Regions from separate parts of the Bombyx mori genome. Here region 1 is linked to region 2. A link is a contact called in public Hi-C data. All regions are on one chromosome and are shown on one strand. Each heading gives the region's core, a stretch centred on a gene start, on an enhancer-like site or on the middle of the called end of the contact. The rest is flanking DNA. Distances are from core to core; before and after follow the strand shown. Region 1 holds the start of LOC101736234 (ATP-binding cassette sub-family C member 4). Region 2 overlaps LOC101736234 (ATP-binding cassette sub-family C member 4).

What was found. Hi-C and Micro-C count contacts between places; a contact is called where the count stands out from the background.
Region 1: a contact with region 2 is called in a Hi-C map of whole pupa, with 2.2 times the contacts expected there. The contact joins the promoter of LOC101736234 here to the enhancer-like site in region 2. A contact is called at or near these places in 3 of 7 Hi-C or Micro-C datasets (midgut and whole pupa).

Annotation. Positions count from the first base shown.
Region 1 is chr15:9,967,341-9,970,040 of ASM3026992v2, reverse strand. It overlaps LOC101736234 (ATP-binding cassette sub-family C member 4), which reads left to right and starts at 1,368. Exons shown (of 25, transcript XM_062672593.1): 1 at 1,368-1,782; 2 at 1,941-2,024; 3 at 2,134-2,219. The coding sequence starts at 1,948.
Region 2 is chr15:9,926,862-9,929,561 of ASM3026992v2, reverse strand. It overlaps LOC101736234 (ATP-binding cassette sub-family C member 4), which reads left to right. Exons shown (of 25, transcript XM_062672593.1): 8 at 2,112-2,314. Among protein-coding and RNA genes, the nearest start is that of LOC101736234, 40 kb to the left of the region's middle. Within about 2 kb of position 1,306, at least 6 of the 8 cell types and tissues checked have open chromatin away from gene starts, as enhancers often do.

The DNA.
Region 1 (2,700 bases), core at 119-2,618, 40 kb before region 2:
GTTTCTTATCGTTTAACTGCCTAAAAAACTTTATAGTATTAAAGTTGATTACACGGATCTGTAAATTTTAACTTTTACCTTCCTCTCAAATCCAAAGATTTGAGTATTGATATTGGAGTAGATTACAAATATGCAAGTACTTGGATTTTTCGTATTACACTGAGTTTGTTTAAAAAACCTCTGGTGTGAATTTGAAAAAAAGTTAAGTAATTTGTAAATGGTGCTAAAAACATTGAAAAAAAACAACGATATATCGTTCATAAAGATCGATATTTTTCTTATCGATGTTTCAATTTTAAAAACATCGGTATCCTAACATCGATGTTATTATGAGCGATGTTGCATCCTTAATTGGGATAACCTTATGTCAGACTTGTAGATAATAAATCGACTGCATTTTTTCGTTGAAAATTAGGTAGTAGATTAAAGAATATTCGAATCCCTGTAATGTAGCAGCTACATTTTTCGCCAGATTTAATTTTGATTAAGATGTGATGTACCTACATGAATGTAATACGTGTCAAAAATTGTCAAAATAGAACTTTTTAGGCAATGACCTTATTCATGTTTGTCTTATATATTCTTTTAAGTCTCACTTTTCTCATTAATCATGTATAATTGATTGTATTAATGTTTAATCTATGATAATAAATAAGTCTATGTGCATTATTACACTTATTAATTTTTTTTGCGCTTAATCTTGTTTTAGAATAGCATTCGGCTTCTTGCATTTTTTGTTAAATTTTATATGACATAGCAACTTACGATGTAATTTGGGTTTTCGCTGAAAGACATCTACATCACCTTGAGGTAGAATAAGCGTAGCAAAATTTTTTCATTTACACTACAGTGACAAAAATGGGAGGTGGCAAATTGGAAATTCGAAAAAGCTCGTCAAAACTATTAATTGACCCATCCTCAAAACTTCCGCAACTTTTTCCAAAAAATAAATAAAAAGAAAATAAATAAGAATAGATTTCTTTTAAAGAATTGAAGTAGGCTTACAGAAAAATAGTGGGAATGCTCAGGAAACTCTATGGAAAAGCCCGAGACACAACTTCAAGCAATTTCATTTCATTTTCCAACACATGTGCATTTTCGCAGATTTTAGTATCTGTGAAAATGTAAATAAGCATTAATACACTAAATAAGTCACTACTATATATAAGCTTAAACTTGATTTTAAAAAACAATATTAAATCATTACCCCCAAACTATTAAAAAATCTTTATTAGAATGCCTACTATGTAGTATGTAGAGACCACAAGATAGGTAATACTATGGTAATCACCGAAGTGTGAAATAGGTCTATGATGGTAATACCAATACCAATACCCTTTATCCACAAAAACGCTACTTGACGTATTCCGTACGTCACTGTCAAAATGTTAAAAGTTTCAACATGATTTCAACAATTTAAAAATCAAAATTAGTCTGTGAACGTACAAATGCAGTGCAGTTGTTCGTGATTAAAATTGAAATTTGATTTTTACTGAAATTTGTAAAATAATCTAGTTAACTTAGTTATATCTCAAACAAAACTAGAATTTACTTTGATTTTTTAATCATATTAACTATTTTTGGAATTGCAGTATATTCTGATTCGTGTCCCGTCAAATTTTTTTGGGATTTCTGAAATCAAAGTGACAAAGTGGGTAGTTTTTGTATGCTTTTAAAGTAAATATTTAAAAAATATTGTGTTACGAAAGGGTCATGTCGCAGTTTATTAAATAGGAGGCAAATAAAACACCGGTGGTCAAACTGCTCACATCGAATTCTAAGGTATCAAATATTCCAACGTGTTCCCTTTAAATATATTTTACTCACTTAAAAAAAAAAGAAACGAAATTAAAATAAAGTCAAACAGAAAAAAATGTACCCGAATGATAATAAAGAATGTGTTAGAATATATGATTTGAAAATTTCTAAAAACCTAACAGGAACAACATGGAGTCCTTCAAAAGAAAAAATCGCCCTGCTCACCCCAGAGCTTCAGCAAATCCATTGTCAGCCTTAACTTTCACGTGAGTATGATAACCCACAGTTAGATATATTAATGTCCAATTAAAATTTAACAAATACTGTATTGAGACTGTACAGATAAATCTCTCCCACTAAGGCTTTTTTTAACAGTTGGACCTTGCCAGTATTTTGGAGCAGTTTGAAAAAGGAATTGGAAGAGCAAGATTTGTATGAGCCCTTAGATGAACATTCCTCAGGTAAGAAGCGTTCTATTTTTTATGCATGCATATAAAGATCCCTATTAATATTCTATATTGTTATGATCCCTTTCATAAAAAGTTTCATAGCTATAAATCATGATACTACTAGCAGAGTTTCCATTTACCAAAATTTTAATAAGAAATACTGAATAAACATTTAAATACATAATTTCAATTAAAAAATAAAGATCTGTCAATAGTATGGAAGTGAGTGTTTAATTTATCAATGAACAATAAAGTTATTTTAACTATGTTTTGCTGACTTTATTCCTGAGTTTATTGTTGAAGTATTTGACACTCCCTAGGCTTTAATAATCTCAATGCCGGTTTATTGAGTATTTACCACATCAAGTAATTTCCGGTTTGATGTTTTTGTACTTGAGGTCCTCAGATTGTGCCTTGCATATAACTTTTAGATGTCTTGTTCTGAACATTTTCAAGAGTTTCTACGTTATTAAGACTAGCAGTAAATTACACA
Region 2 (2,700 bases), core at 57-2,556:
CATATATAAACAAATCAATAAGATAACTATGGTCACTTATATAGTTGTGTAATGCATGTAGTTATGATTGTTTAGTTTAGAAAATGTAGTATGATTTTTGAAGATCCAAAGCCTGGATCGAGCAGGCCTGCTTCTAAAGTTTGTTGCTGGTAGGGCGTCTGTGTGCGCATAGATAAGTATCACGGCCCTGCCTATTTGTGGCGTGAAGCAGTGATGCGTTAAGTGTGAAGGTCACCGTCCGAACTAACCCATAGAGACAGCCCGCTGAGTTTCTCGCCGGATCTTCTCAGTGGGTCGCGATTCCGATCCGGTGGTAGATTCTGCGAAGCACTGCTCTTGTTAGGGCTAGTGTTAGTAAACTCTCTCAAGTTGAGCCCGTGAGCTCACCTACCCGTCCGCGCCTACCTAAGGTACGCCGGTAACGTTACGCAGGTAAGGTAAACCGGGAACACAAGAGGTGGTAGGACCTCTTGTGAGTCCGCGCGGGTAGGTACCACCACCCTGCCTATTTCTGCCGTGAAGCAGTAATGCGTTTCGGTTTGAAGGGCGGGGCAGCCGTTGTAACTATACTGAGATCCTAGAACTGATATCTCAAAGTGGGTGGCGCATTTACGTCGTAGATGCATATGGGCTCCAGTAACCACTGAACACCAGGTGGGCTGTGAGGTCGTCCATCCATCTAAGCCATAAAAAAAAAGGTAGAGAAAAAAGGATGGAGCAGCCGTCGTACTACAAAACTGAGTCTTAAAAGACATTTCTCATGGTAGGTGACAGTATTCGCGTTTTTGATGTTTATTGGCTCCAGTAACCACTTAACACCAGATGAACCGCAGACTATACTTCCTGCTATATTACATTATTCATAATACATGCGATGCCACCGTCAACTAATCGGCGACTAATACCGTACCCACGTTATTTAATGTAAAAACGCCTCCGACAGAAGATGACGTCACTGGCGATCCGTTATGTTTACAGAGTATTTAATATTACACACGCGTGTATTTCCGAGATAACCACACTGCACGCGGTAACCGTTGATTGTAATGCTTAAACTAGCGTTCGACCAATGATCGTAAGGTTTTCAACAATTTTGTTTTATAGATTTTCCCTTATGATTTATTAGCAAAATTATGCAAATATTTTTTTTTTTAAATCATGAGACTAAAACTAAAGATACTAAAACATAAAAGAAAAGTGAAGGGGAAGCATGGGGAAAGTGAAGGGAAATAACTGGAGTTTGTATTTAGCACAACAGTTAAATATTATCATTTATCTAAATGGACAGGCGAGCTCACAGCCCAAGCGGTGTCAGGTTACTACAGGCAATAGACATTCCAACGTGTATACGGCCGCCCACTCGTGAGTCATGAGGTCGAAGTCTCAATTTTATTGTAATGCATTCCTACCATTCATTCAAACAGAAAGACGCCCTGTAACTACTAATTACCCAAAGAAAATTTTGTACGCACGACCTATCCTGATGTATTTTATTTTTATTTATTTTTAAATTTACCACTATGAGTAGGTATCTTAAAATCAAACACCACATTAAATACCGTTCAGTACCAAGTGTTGTGTATGTATCTATATATGTTAGTTTTTTTTTGGTTTATCTTATGTATAATAATAATAATATAATAGATGATATTTTTTCGTCATAATTTTTTTATGTTATATGTTTATGTCTGCATAGCTCAATTTTTATTCTTTTAATTCACTGTCACCCATTTCGTCCGAGGCCTTACTGGTGGTTACTTATTACTGGTGGAAGGACCTCTTGTGAGTCCGCAGATATCACCGCCCTGCCTATTTCTGCCGTGAAACAGTAATGCGTTTCGGTTTGAAGAGTGCGGCAGCCGTTGTAACTATACTGAGACCTTAGAATTTATATCTCGAGGTGGGTGGCGCATTTACGTTGTAGATGTCTATGGGCTTCGGTAACTACTTGACACCAGGTGGGCCGTGAACTCGTCCGTTCACCTAAGCAATAAAAAGTCAGTTCGCATTGTCCCTTTAGCTACTAACAATACGGTAGAGGGGAAAAGGTCACCTATATATATAAGTTACAGTTAATACGTAATCTGTTAATAGTCTTATTTTGATTTCAGACACGAAATAAAACAAATCCGAGCGACGTCTTATATCCGAGGAGTGCTCACTTCGTTCATAATGTTCACGACGCGCAGTTGCTTATTCTGTTCGATACTGGCGTACGTGCTGGTGAACAATGTGATCACCGCCAAACAAGTGTTCGTTATAACGAGCTTCTACAGTATATTGAGGCAGTCCATGACCGTGTTCTTTCCGCAAGGTGAGTGACCTATATCTTCTTTTTCTCCACCTTATCCCACTAGGTGGGGTCGGCACAGCTAATTTTTCTCTTCCATTCTCTTCTATCAGCCGTCATCTCAACACTCACTCCTCTCTCTCTCATATCGTCATTCACACACTCCACCCATGTCTTCTTCTTCTGACTGACATATATGGTTTTTTTTTAGTCAGGAAATACATTTCACATGCTCGGGTCACCTCCCTATTTCTGTCACCAAACAACGTGTTTCGATTTGAATAATGAAACAGTTCGATGCCTCCAATGAACACTATTCTAACTCAAAATTTTGAAATTTTCGTTTTTCACGCAAATCGCTTCACTGTGTTAAAAGTATTACAACTAATCATTATTGATGGAGTTCGAAG